Regions from separate parts of the Mus musculus genome. Here region 1 is linked to region 2. The links are chromatin contacts, called in public Hi-C maps. All regions are on one chromosome and are shown on one strand. The core of a region is the stretch at or near the end of the contact, and the rest is flanking DNA. Distances in the headings are between cores, read along the strand shown.

Evidence for each region. A called contact is a pair of places that touch in the nucleus more often than the background predicts.
Region 1: a Hi-C map of liver shows a contact between it and region 2, with 1.9 times the contacts expected there. The contact joins two enhancer-like sites. A contact is called at or near these places in 1 of 484 Hi-C or Micro-C datasets (liver) and 3 of 9 other capture datasets (adipose tissue, liver and pancreatic islet).

What each region holds. Positions count from the first base shown.
Region 1 is chr4:81,346,586-81,353,521 of GRCm38.p6, forward strand. Mpdz (multiple PDZ domain crumbs cell polarity complex component) reads right to left here. Exons shown (of 47, transcript NM_010820.3): 20 at 2,417-2,692; 21 at 2,045-2,159. Among named protein-coding and RNA genes, the nearest start is that of Gm25803, 12 kb to the left of the region's middle. Within about 2 kb of position 2,301, at least 4 of the 459 cell types and tissues checked have an H3K27ac peak or open chromatin away from gene starts, as enhancers often do. A contact at or near this core is called in liver, where this site is marked.
Region 2 is chr4:81,273,890-81,281,527 of GRCm38.p6, forward strand. It overlaps Mpdz (multiple PDZ domain crumbs cell polarity complex component), which reads right to left. Exons shown (of 47, transcript NM_010820.3): 47 at 4,610-5,880. The coding sequence ends at 5,734. Among named protein-coding and RNA genes, the nearest start is that of Gm25803, 61 kb to the right of the region's middle. Within about 2 kb of position 2,277, at least 13 of the 459 cell types and tissues checked have an H3K27ac peak or open chromatin away from gene starts, as enhancers often do. A contact at or near this core is called in liver, where this site is marked.

The DNA of each region.
Region 1 (6,936 bases), core at 1,051-3,550, 73 kb after region 2:
TACAGAGAACATGAAGGTTAACAGGGACAGATCATCCCCCTGAGTGCGGAGGGAAGGAGGGATACTATGTTGTCTCTGTGCAATGAGCCCCAGAGAAGAGCACAGCAATTGTTTGGTGCTGGAATAGAAACATTTCCATAGAATTTTCTAAATGGCATTCTTCTACTGTGAACTGTGAGTTGTCTGACAATGTAAAGTCCTAAACATCTCTGTAAAAGTCAACATGCTACATATATTCCATTATCCCTCCTCAGAGTCCCACAATACACAGCACCATCTGAATCTGATGCATGAATGGGGAATCTTACATCTGCCAAATCCCAAAGCAGGAGGCATAGAACTTACTGAGAATCCTCATTAATCCTGGACAAAGTGAGCACAGAACGACCTGGCTCTGGGAGCTCCACCGGGCAGCTGCAATGGACACTGCTGGGCAGTGCACGGAGCTGCAGAGATGCTACAAGCCTTGTCTTAAGATCCATGAATATAATAAACATTACATATTGCATATGTAATATAAATAAATATTGATACGAATATTGATTATATGTATATATAGTATACATGTTTGATATGTGGTTTATATAACTATCTAATATTACATGTACTTTATGGCTAAGATAAATACAATTATGTGATTTATGAAATATTTTTTCTTCTTTGAATGTGCAATTATGTATAGTTACAGCAGTACATGTCTGTCTTAGTTAGGGTTTTGTAGCTGTGCAGAGACACAACGTCCAGGGCAACCCTTCTAAAGGACAACCTTTAATGCGACTGGCTTAGAGTTCCAGAGGCTTGTTTACTCCTTTACTGCCATTGTAGGAAGCACAGCAGCATGCACACAGACATGGTCCTGGAGGAGCCAAGAGTTCTGCATAGTGATGCCAAGGCAAGCCAGGAGAAGACTCAGGGGAAGGCACTCTCTTCTGTCCTGGATGGAGCTTGAGTGTAGGACATCCAAGCTCAACCCCACAGTGACACACTTCCTCAAACAAGGCCACACCTACTCCAAGGCCAAACCGCCTAATAATGTTGCTTCCCATGAGCTAAGCATATTCAAACCACCACTACATCCTATCCTACAATTCTCCTTTTGGTGGGTACGGGTAGGTATCCAGCCACCACCAAACAGAACAGCATATAGGAGAGTCTGGGGTTCTGGGAATGTCTCTTCTGAGTTTCAAGTTCAACAAGAAACCAGGGCCACACCCAGGATACTAGTGTAAAGGGTGTTCGTTGGTTGGTCACTGCAGGAAGACAGTCTTTGATATGAACTAACAATTGGGTTACATGTGGGCATTCTGAGGCTCTAACGAATCATCCTCCATCAGTCAGGAGCAGCAGAGAGGCTGCCTTGCTCAGCGTGGCAATGGTTAAGGCTCTGTCCCAGCAGCTGTACCTACTGCCATCAGGGCTCTCTCCTCAGAAAGTGGTTTGTGATTATGAACCAGCCAAAGCCTGTTATGAATGGCAGAGGACTATCTCTGCAGGGGTTCTGTGTGTCGAGTTCTTTCAGGGACAAATGCAGACTATGAAAACCTGCATTTATGTAGTGGCACACCTGGCAGGTGTTAGTCTTCCTAACACCTCCAGTGAATGAAAGAGTAAATACAATCTGACTCTCACATAGCTAACATTATTCAAAGAAAGTAGTAATTTACTTTTCCAAAGAACTTAGAATTCCAATTGACAACTTCTCATTTTCTAAGAATTCCTTTTCTGATTTGCTACTTTACACACACACACAATTCATATAACTTTTACTTGAATGTAAGTGAGGTTTTTGAAAACCCAGAAATAAGAGAATAAGGGATGTAAGCTGGTATGAAATAAATAAATAAACCTGTTCCCACTTCAGGGAAAAAATATGTGTGCATAAAAAGAAACAAGAAGAACACTTCTAGCATCTTTTCTCTGCAGCTAAAACTGGTGCTGAAACTCTCTGTCCTCTCATGGACTAAGGGGCAACACTGCGTAAGGTGACGCCCACTGTCCTCTCTCAGACTGAAGAGCAGTGCTGTGTGGAAGGCGGGGAACTTACCTAGGCTGGAGCTGCCTTTTGCTATAGTAACGGTCCTCTCAAAAGCTTCCTGGGACATACTCTGCAAGTTGACAGACTCAGCATCAGATGCCAGAGAGCTCTGGTCAGTTAAATACTTAGAACCCCAGAAGAAAGAAAAGAGAAAGTCACATGGGAAGAAAACTAGACTTTGGAGCAGTCATTTCAACATTGCACATGCTCCCTCCCGAGTTGTGATTTAGCAAGAACCCACAATCAATCAAGTTCGTAGGTCACCTCTCAGTCAGACAAGCACTCATCCCACACGAGGAGGGCCTTGGGATGGAAATCCTCTCTCTCCCCTTCCCATCCTCTCCCTCGTCAAGACACCAGGTCCTAGCCGCAGGATGGTACCTTCTGAGCCACAGCAGGCAGTGCAGGAGCAAGCTCGGAGGTGCTTAGGCTACTTGGTAACTGCGAGTGAGGCCACGCTACTGGGTTTGCACATTCGTATTTTTGTTCAACAGCATTTGTAGTTGTGTAGTCACTGATGGGGAAACCAGAGGTGGGTGCTGGCCTCATGTCTGTGGGAGGAGAGCCAGCATGCTGTCTCTGAAGGAGGTTCTGTGTGTAGAGTTCTTCCAGGGACAAATGCAGACCAAGCACTACTTCAGAACTGCTGGTCACATCCTGATGATGAACAGACAAAGCCACAAGTCAAAAACTGAGACTAGAGTTATATCACCTTACTATATGTCACATTTTACTGAATTACTACTTACTGAAAAAAAAAACACATTTTTAAAAATTTTTAAAGCCTTCTAACGCATTCTTCGCTGAGCATGTTTTCCTCCTGCATATTTTTAATTTCATATATGTTTTTCACTGCATTTCTTATAAATGTTTTATCTCATGTTCTAGTGAGTTATAGGATAGGCCAGATACAAGATAACTTTAGATACAATATTTACTTCTAGCTACAAGCAAGCAACTCCAAGTTAAAGATAGACAGGGAAGCAAACAACTCATATTCCCAAATCACACTTGCTAGAAGCTGCTCTCTACTGAGAGGACCAAGTATGAGAGCCATGGCTTTGGAATCCCAGCACCCTCCAGGAACAAATTGTTCATAGATAGCTGTTCATACAGAAGAGCAGAAAAGCTTGAAATTCAGATTACTATGGAAAACCTGCATGTTCTGTAAGCTCTAACAAGCCACAGTAAATCAGAGAGCCACAGAAACCTCTTCTAATCTACTTTTTCTTATTAGCAATCTGTATATCAAAGAATCTGTCTTGATAGCTACATACTAGAAAATTTCTACAATTCCTTGAAAGCCTAAAATCCTACAGTCCTATACAGCTGCATACTTCTCGCAGCAGACACACTTTAGCACTTACATCCTTGGGACAATGTAGCTGCTTTACAGACAGCTATGCAGAAGTTTGTTTTCCTTAGATCCTCTTGTCTACATTTTTGATTTCTTATGATGCTGGGGATTGAACTCAGGACGTTTTCTACACTGTGGGAGCATCATACCACAGAACAACAGCTACAGTACTCTCAGTTCCTGTAAAGTGCAAAAGTCTTAAGAACAATCCAGAGAATATTATAAAAGACTTTGCATGTGGCTCCTCTGTCCATCAACTTCCCCAGGACATTTGTCCGGATCAGTTAGACATTGATCCCCCCATTTTATGAATTTGCATAATATTCATGCAACTATCTTTATATACTTGCACATAAGGTTAATATCTTAAAATCTAAACAGAACCACCATTTAGTACTTTCACTTGCTTTTCTCCACAGTCTTGTGTCTTGATGTCAGTGATTAAAGTCCACTTTACCCTCCCTAGGAGCACAGTTACTGAAAGGCAATGGTGGACCTGCATTCTCGAAGCCTCAGTTCCAGTACTGGCTCACAACTAGCTTAAGCTTTGGCCAAGTTCACAATTCTCACCTCTCTCCTCTGCTCCCCTCACCTATTTCATGGGAAAAACAATAGATCCTAGTAAAGGACTTCTGAGGGAGACAAGAAGAGCTGAAAACAGGCTTGACATCATAGGAAAGGCCCAGCAGACCTTAGTTACTACAGCTATCTATATTAGGAAATGTTTATAACCAAACCATTCCTGCAATAAATAGTGGTACAGCTCTTCAGCCATCCCAGTGTTCTCTCACAGAAGCAGACAGTGGGGTGCACAGGAACTATTCTTATTGTATCTTGTGTGAACCCTCTCTACTCACACCTTCTGGCTCTTTTTACTGGGTACCATTCACCTTTTCTTTTCAGAATATGGATTCTAGTGAGAGTTTACCAGGGTTCTAAGTTTGCATATGTAATATTTTACCACGATTAAGTTCTTGACATAACCAAATTTGTAATTTGGGGGATTCTGGGCTTCATCTACACACAATTCCCACAGAAGAAGGGTGGCACTCTCTAGTATTTTTCGTCTACTTTACACATAATTGTTTTTACATTTCAGCCATCTAGGATCTACTTCAGTTGTGAGACAGGATGTAGGTCTATCCCTTTTTCTCATGAAGGTAAAAATTTCAAAATAATCTATTTTATGTCCTGGTTTTTAATATGTTTTCACTGTTCTGAATTATGAAATACTCTTAGCACACATAGTGGTCTCTCACAGATGTATTTATCATCTTTAGTATTATTAGGAACAAAGGATAGAAAGTAGCTGCCACCACATCCCACAATCTAGAGAGAAACTGTTGGCTCTGCTTTCCAATTTCAGTTATCTTATTCTTACAAGACACATCCTACTTACCAAAGGACTGCTAAGTTTTGGAATTATTAAATTAATTACAATAATTAGCAGAAAATCATCTCACTCATGCCTCAAAGAAGCATCATCAAATCTGCTTTTCATCAGTGAAAGCAGTCTATCCGCCCTTGTTAGCTAGGGCTTACTGGAAATTGCAGGACAGAAATGTCCATGCATTATTCATGGAAAGTGGTACAGACACACTGAAAGGGAACAGCTAATCAACAAGCCAGATGATGCACGCCTGCTTCAGAAGCTTATAGGTGCTGAGTACCCTACTGTTTGTTATGTTCAAGTGTAATGAGTTGAAGTAAAACATCTTCTTTCCTCTAGACGAATGTCTAAAACTCTTCTAGTTTCCCATGCTTCTTTTTTTTCTTTTGTTTTTTTTTTGTTTGTTTGTTTGTTTTTTGTTTTGTTTTGTTTTGTTTTGGTTTGGTTTGGTTTTTTGTTTTTTGTTTTTTTTTCCGAGACAGGATTTCTCTGTATAGCCCTGACTGTCCTGGAACTCACTCTGTAGACCAGGCTGGCCTTGAATTCAGAAATCTGCCTGCCTCTGCCTCCCAAGTGATGGGATTAAAGGTGTGCACTACCATGCCCAGCTCTCCCATGCTTCTTAATATTCTAAGTGAAGTATCTCAAAAGATTTGGCATATTCTTGACCTCATGAAAAATGGGGATAGATGAGAAATTAAAAGGCTTTATGTGTGTGTATATATAGATATAGATATAGGTATAGATATGTGTGTGTATATGTATATATACATACATACATATATATGTATGTATATATATATATATATATATATATATATATATATATATATATACACATATATATGTGTGTGTGTGTGTGTGTGTGTGTGTGTGTATATTTGTTTTTTTTGAGACAGGGTTTCTCTGTATAGCTCTGGCTGTCCTAGAACTCACTTTGTAGACCAGGCTGGCCTTTAACTCAGAAATCTGCCTGCCTCTGCCTCCTGAGTGCTGGGATTAAAGGTGTGCACCACCACGCCTGGCTGAACGCTATATTTCTTAAATTTAATACAAAATTTAAGGTTGCTCATTACCACACTACTTTAATGGATAATGATGTATACAGAGAAGCCAATGCTGATGTTTCTGACAGCTGTAATAGCAAATGCAGTTTAACAGAGAACTCCTGTTGTACTTCACAGCCCCAAGTCCTCTACCTTACTGCCATTTTCCTTCTACTTTCATATGGTCCCTAATATGGTAAAGGCATATCTTTCATTCCTAAGAGCCAGAGATTCCTTCACTGATGCTCTGCAGTTGTTCTCATCCTACTGCCTCGGTTAGCTTTCAATCATAAGCTCTTCTCCAAACCATCACAAAACAGACGTGGCCATGTGGGCAAATAACTTATGGCAGTGCTACAAAGCAGAGACCTGTAGGGTGTGGGGCCACTTTCTACTGCCATGAAATCCAGTAGGTGTGTTTTGTATATAAAGTAAACAAAGGTTTATAACAAACACAACTTCCCCTGTACCAGGACACACACTGTTTCCTGGAGAATCAGTCAGTCCTGACCATTTCATCCGGGTAGCAGGCTGAGAATGCACTATAACAGGATGCTAGCCTGCAAGGGACTTAACATAGTTATTAAATCTTGACCAATTGTTTTATTAGGTCATTTTTAAAGCAAAACTTTCCATAGAAACTGTGCTGAGTATTTAAACAGACATCAACTGACATTCAGTTTTGGAAAACAAGTATTATTGAATTCTGTCATGTTTTTGGAAGCAGTAAGGAAAATGGAATAATTTTTTAAATTATCCCCCAAATTAGAAGCTAGAACAACAAAAAAGAAAAACATCACTATAGCTATGTTGAAACTAAAATGCACCTTTTACTTATTTATATTTATTGTATTATTCACTGGTAAATCTGCCTTGCCTGGAACTCCAAACCCTCCTGCAAAAGCCTAGATGCACTGGGTTTTGTGGCACAGCCTTTAGCCCCAGACTCCTGCACTCTGAGTGGGGATGAGGCATGGCAGGCAGAGCTATAAGTTCAAGGCTAGCCTGGTCTACATTGCAGGGCTACATAGTGAGACCTTATCTCAAGAGAGGGAGAGAGAAAATAAAATTAAAGTAGCCTTGAAGTGATGGGGAAGCCATCTTCAAC
Region 2 (7,638 bases), core at 1,027-3,526:
TTACTGGCTTGAGGGAAATCATCTTCAGACACAACATTCACAGAAGACAATAATTGTAATGTTTTGTTTTAAAAATCATATAAATATTTATCTCACTGAAAGAATTTTATTTTTTTTCATAAACGTAAGATTTGTGTGTTGGCTGCCTCCATCAACCTTTCTCTGGAGCATGCAAGTGCATATTATATACTTAGCTGCGAGATTTTTTTTTTTTTAATCAGTGCACTTAAAAGCAGCAGGGTGTGTAATTAGGAACACCCGCCATCTGCAGAGCCCTCCAGGTGCAAAAGGCATTTGCTTTATTTAATATTACCACAGCATTAATTTTACTTCATTAATTTATGTCATTTGTCCTTTATTTCAAATTCAGATTGCCAAAACTAAATCAATAGATACAATGGCCTGATTTATTTTAGCAAATGTCTCATAGCATGAACAGTATTAAGCAACCTTTGAAATGGCTAAGAAATGGCTGGGTGTGCAACTGGAGAAGAAAAATGCCATCAACAGCCTTCTTCGTATTGGAACAATTCTTCAAGCTCAGCGCTTTAGGTGTCCTAGCAAGTATAGCAGCACAGAAGAAAATACTTTCAGTTTCTTAAGTTCAGGAAAAGTCTCCACTAAGTTGATGATGTCATGCTAACAATGGCAGTACCCTTTACTAAGGAAGAGCAGGCCTCAACTTTAGCCAAGAACACCCAGGTATAGCTTCTACTTGTAGTGTTTTGTATTTATGGCAGGTCATGCTGACTTCTAAGACAGAGTAGTGAGATAAATTTCCTTTCATGACAATTTATGTTGAAGAATATCTTAGTTAAGGTCACTATTGCTGTGTTGGGACACAATGACAAAAACAACTTGGGGAGGAAAGGGTTTATTTACACTTCCCCATCAGTGAAGGAAGTCAGGACAGGAATTCAGACAGGGCAGGAACATGGAGGCAGGACCTGAGGCAGAGGCCAAGGAGGGGTGGTGCTTACTGGTTTTCTCAGCCTGCTTTCTAATAGAACCAGGACCACCAGCCCAGGGACAACATCACCCACAGTGGGTGGGGCCTTCTCCCACCAACCACTGAGAAAATGCCCCATGGTTGGATTTTTTTTTTCTTCTTGTTTTTTTTTTGAGACAGGGTTTCTTTGTATAGCCCTGACTGTCCTGGAACTCACTTTGTAGATCAGAGTAGCCTCAAACTCAGAAATCCACCTGCCTCTGCCTCCGGAGTGCTAGGATTAAAGGAGTGTGACACCATGCCCGGCTTCCATGGTTGGATCTTAATGGAGGCACTTTTTTTCAACTGAGATTCTCTCCTTCCTAGATTGTGTCAAGTGGACATAAATCTAATCAGCACAATGACTAATCCTTATAAAAGGAAAATAAATAACTAATAATACAGGCATATGGGAGCATAGGAAATACTATAAAGATTGTAACGTCCAACACTGAAAATTTGAAAATATTAGGTCAGTTGATTTTTAGTCAAGTTTTATTGAATGGAAGTGTGAATTCTAGAGGAAGGACATGGGAATGTACAGTATTGCCAGCTAGACTTAGGCAAGAATCATAATTTCTAAGAAGAAAAAGAAACTGCATATTTCCCAAAGACAATCGTATCTCTGAACATACATGGTAAGGGGAAGGAGAGAACGAATCAGAATAATCACATGGCAAAGGACTGAATGAACTTAGAGGATAGGAATCACTGGAGTGATGTCCAAGTCTACACAGACACACAGTTGAATGAAAAGGGACAAAGACAATTCAGGCTTGGAAAACTGACTTCAGAGAAGAAAGAAGTATGGAAGAGCACTGAAGTTGAAATGAAGACAGGCTTGAAAAACTCAATATATTACACAGTAAGAAAACTCAGAGGAAAGCCTTACAAGTGAATGGGTCAAGAAGCTATGATAATTGATAAAGCAGAGAAATGAGGCACACATATACAAGAAACTTTACACACATACAAATATGAGAGAGAGGAGGAGGGGAGAGAGGGGGAGAGGAAGGAGAAGGCAGGAGTGTGAGAGAGAAACTGGGGGAGGGTGAAGGAAGGGAGGGAGGGGAGGAAGGAAGGAACTTCAGGATTCTATGAAAAGACGTAAGTATGGAGAGAATGGCGGGCCAATGGCAAGAACCAGCTTCCCAGGGGGATTACAGACACAGTTTCCTAAGAAATAATACCCAGTACTAAAGTGAGGAGAAACTTGCTCCACAAAGGTGCTTCAGGCGGTCTTCCAGGATGACTGTGAGATTATTACCACACTCTTACCTTCCTGCTAGAATTTCTTTTAGGGCCTACTGTTAATTATTAGTGTTTGGCTTACAGTCAAATGCCTACACAAATACTGTGTCTTTAGTTTACCATGAAATGGACAATTATAAATACTTGCATCTTGTGGCAAGAAAAGCTGCAAAGTAAAGCACACAGAAATCACTTTAAGAATAGTTATTTTCCCTGGGATTCATACTCTTTTCTATAAGACGTTTTCTTGGCACCAACAGCTTTGTTTTTTATCTCTTGAAGCCTTATAAACAGCTCCCTTTCAAAGGGCAAAGTTTAACATTAATTCCGAGTAGACAAAGTCCAGGAACATCTTTGCACAAATCAAATGCATTCCTGATCTGTCATGAACTGGAAACAACACAGCAGGGCTGCGGAAAGCTTGTGATGAGAGTTCTGGCATTCCCACACCAAGAGCACAAAGCCCACTCCTCCTGTGTCTCTGCAGGCAACCTTTCAACTCTCAGCTTCACTCTGAGATCTGAAGAGGGGCACTGACATCCAGACAACAAACTACCTGAGTAAATCTAAGCAGGCTTAATGCCATCTACCTCAGACAAGGGAAGAGTTCTTTCTCTTCCTCTCTTCACGTCTGTCAACATCTGCTTTCTCAGGATTCTTAAGGTGAAAACAAAAAAGACCTCTTTTTTGTGTCTTCTCCTTCATGATTCCATCTTCTGATACAGGAGTTTCACAGCATGATTATATATACTCCTTACTACTCCTGATGCTACAAATAGATTGTGTGAAGTTAAAACATCATTACTGCTACAATTATTCCCTGGCTAGTAATGAGGAACAGCACTAGAAATCAGTGGTGGTCCCCAGTTTAAGTGAACAATAACACTGAATTCATGGGCAATCCATTGTCTTGTATCATACACAACCCTAATGCTGTAACGTTAATTTTAAACTCTTGGCCTAAGGAAAGCATGTTCTTCTTCCATCACATGAAGTACATTATTTACAGAAAAAAAGAAAGTATATAATATTGCTGCATCTCTATGAACAGGATGAAATCATTCCCTTTTTATTTTAACTTTATCGCCTAGCCGTCTTCCTTATGTTTCTTAATAACTGCATCATGGTAGTTCATATTTTATTAATTACCTAGGGATTAATTTATAAAGTACTGCCAATTGGTGGCTTAAGAATATAAGGTTCTCTCAGTTCTGGAGATCAGGAACTTGACATCAAGGTCTCCCCATAAAGGGCTTCACGTGACTGGATCCTTCCCTTTGTAGAGTCCTTGGCTCATGTCTTTGCCTCCGTCTTCACGTTGCCATCCTCTCCATGTAGATGGATTGTTGAAATCAGAGGACAGGACCCATCCTAATATAGCCAGGCCTTAACCACAGTGGCAAAGACTCTATGTCTAAATTATATTCTGAGATTCAGGTGGATATGGACTCATAGAACAACACTATTTAATTAAGTGAAGACATGCGCTTGCCTGGTTTGTGTGTGTGTGTGTGTGTGTGTGTGTGTGTGTGTGTGTGTGTGTGAATGTTACTTGGATATACTGTCTTGAACAACAGTTTGATTGCTTGGCTTCTCCCCAGTACTGATAGTAGTATTCCCTATTAAAATCTCTTTAACTTCTAACTTGCAGAAGCAGTAAGTTCAGCATGCACAGTGTCCTATGGAAGGATGCAGGTATACCTTCAAAAGAGAGGGTCATTAAAAGATGTCCAAAAGCCAATGGGCTGCCAGCATACTGAGGTGGGTGTTGTTAGCCAATTACTTCAAATGACAAGGACTGGAGGAAGACTTGTTACAACCCGCATGTTGGTTAATTTGTTTTCAGTTTTGCATGGACAACTAAACTCACAGGATGGCTATATAAAAATATTCTCCTATATTTTAAAAATGAACTCAAGGTTTTTCAATAAAATGAGCTATCGTTTTAAAAAAAGAAAAAAAAAAAAAACCAGCAAGAGACAATGAGACACTGCACTCTCTTTAGCTAATTTGAGACAGAATCTACAGACAAAGCTTTCCTGTTCTGCCCTCCATCCAGATGGGCCTTATTCAGTAAGATGATTTCCATCTGATGCACTTCAGCTCTTTACAGACCTTACAATAATATTACTGCACTGGTAGCATCCCTGAAAAGCCAATTTGGAAGCAGAACACCCCTTTTCCTATGGCATCTTCCTCAGCTCACGAGAAGTCTGTGAATCCCTGAGACGCTATGGAGGGAAAAACACCAAGGCTTCCACAAGGATGTTGTCCAAAGCTCTAATTGCATCTATGATGAGACTCAATAATTTAAAACAGTAAGTCTTGAATTATAACACTTTTTCCAATATAAAAAACAAAGACAGCATCTGCTTGTTTGTTGTGCACCACAGAAACTTATTTATTCACTTTAATTCTGCATTTACACAAGAATGCTATAATAAAATATATGTATACGACTTCTGTTACAAATATAGATAGTATTTAAAGTGACTTTATCTATTCTAATGTAGGAGTTTCACGCTCTAAAATGGGATTGAACACATAATTCCTCACCAGTTGTCTCAGTAAACAGCCCCATCTGTTTCCCTCAGTCTTAGACTATTGTATTGTAAGATGTTAATATACAGCAGTGAGATGAAGTTACATTAACCCCCTTAATTTTTCTGTCAATTTACTAATGGCATACAACCAAAATAATTACTAACACGCTGTCTTTTTCTATGTCATTAAGATTAATACTAATGGAAAAACAATAGCATGGTACAGTAACATGTTTTCCACGTAGTATCAGTCTGCTACATCAGCATTAGAACACTCTGGGCTCCTTCTCTGTCTCCCATGGCTACATGGATGTTTCCTAGAACTCTAGCCAACACAGGGTAGCATCAGCACTTTACCTATAACAACATGAAAATATAGCAGGTTAAAACTGAAAACAAACACCGAGATATGCACTAAACAGGAATTTCTTTTTAAAGCTTACAAGGACTGCTAAACAATTTTAGCAGAAAAATATGCATTAGAGGTAAGTAGGACCAATATGTCACAATTTTAAAACAGTAGACTATTCAAAAGTATTGCAAGCACTTTCTTTTCTTCTTTTGGACTGCTGGATTGAAGAAGTCCTATAAAACTCAAAACTGTCTTCTTTTTTTCTAAATTTCCATCTTTAACCTAATTGCCTAACTTTGTATCATTTTGTTTCCACACTAACAAGATGAACATATAATAATTTTGTCCACGTGACCTTAAATTGTTAGATATTGTCGAGATAAAACTGAGGTTTATCTATGCAAATATCTCTTCTTTTTGAGTATATGATCATGAAATGCAGAGTAAAGGAAAAATGATGCTTGGCTGTGAGTAACAAACACTCTGTTTCTCGCCTCCCTACTGTAGTTTTCTCCGACCAACACAGCATACAAACAGGTCCTCTCTGTTACAGTAGGAGGGGAGCCAGTGGCTGGGCTGCTTCAGCTCTGGCAGTCACTTCAAGAGAGAACCATGAGGGTGACGGTGCCCTTTGTCCTCTTGAGGATGGCAACAGCTTCTTCATGGGTCACTCCTTCTAGACTTTGCCCATTGACAGCAATGATCTGATCGCCCCTTTTTAGACGCCCATCTTCTGCTGCTGCTCCCTGCAAGTATAAAGTAGGCTTATTTACTTGTGAAAGAACTCAGCCACACACAAAGAAAAAGAGCCAAAGAAGAATGCAAATTGCTCTGCATGTACACATACATGGCTCCCGGTGCCCCATACCATCAGACATGATGAACATACTTAAAAAAAAGAGGTCCTTCTTCCAAATTGGTTTAACACTGACATTCCAATCTGGTAGTGAAGTTAGCTAGCAGTCAACAGAGTAGCTGGAATTTTTTTTTTTTTTTTTTTTTTTTTTTTTTTTTTTTTTTTTTTTTTTTTTTTTTGGCTGTTTAGGACAGCAATTGGTGGCAACTAAAATTAATAAAGAATATTTGGGCATCTGCCTAACAGGAATGATTTCACAGAAACGGAGGCTTTTTCAGACTATAAAGAGGGCCTACAGAAAGACAAAGGATCAGGGAGAACAAAAGCAGCCTCATCAAACAAAGCTATGGAGACTTGAGAGTCCACAGGTTTGCTGAGCCAGAAAGCCCACATAGAGGCTGATCAGGGTAAGGCAGAGTGAGAATTTAAAAGCCAGTGCTGGTCTGGGGAGACACCGCTCATGCAATGCTTGTTCAGCATCAATCGGGCTCTGAGTTCCATCCCAGCACACAGCTCAGACACGAGCCCCCCAGCACTGCTAAGTGTCATTCTTTCTAAGCTTTGCAAAGAAAGACTGCTCAAGCTGTCTTGGTTTTTACTGCAAGGGAAAAGAGAGTCTTCCTATTCCTATAGGCTCTAAATAATTATGATTAAACACAGACATCACTATTTAAAAAAGAACTCCATCTCAGGCATGAACATAGACGATAATTATGCAATTAAATATAAGATTAAAAATATGGAAGAGTTAATGAGGAGCGTATAATGATGAAATTCTTAAAATATGTTCTAACTAGCATGCCTTAAATAAATTGTTCCTAGGCCGAGGAAAAGGATTGCATGGCGCTTCTATTCATTGGCAAATGCTGTCTGTATTTTTGGATGTACCAATAACTTAAAAAAAAAAAAACAACTTACAAATTAAGCCTACAGCTAGTTTGCCACAGAACAGCACTTTAAATTGGTTGAAAATAGTAGTGTTTTTCTAAAATAATAGAAACTTCCATAACATAAAGGAGCATTTAAAGAGCCCAAGTGGAATCTTTACAGGCCTGATGTTCACTCTGTTCTTTTCCACTGTAAAATGTGAGATTCTGAGTTCTCTTCTGCAGGAAACGTTGTTCAAATTTGTAGTCTTTGAAAATAGATCTTAACAACACATTACCAACCATTATATGCATTTCTATTATTTTAATGACTTCATCAAAATTACAGTCTCTTTATTCTTATTCTAAACATTCTTAAGATGGTTCAGTGGATGATTACAACTATACACAGAGCTTTCTTTTCATAAGTAACTGAATCCCTTGATTGCAAATAATGCTTTATTACAGACAGCAGGTCTGCTCACTACTCCTCAATTCTTTTTCTCTTTTCAATGAAATTAATGTATAAACACCCTAGTCATAATGTGAGATTAATTTTGTGTATTTTTCTGTACCTACTTTAGATTTCACAACTATAAAAGAACACGGAGGAAAACATGCCAGTTCTTGACAGCAGATATATTATCAAAGTCCATATTCAAAAGGTAATCATGTGTGACTTTCTATTCAATGGAAGGGACAGGCTGCATCGATTGTTTCATGTATATCACTGAGAGTTTCCATGGAGTTTCAATTTGAACTAATTTTCTCTAAACATAACT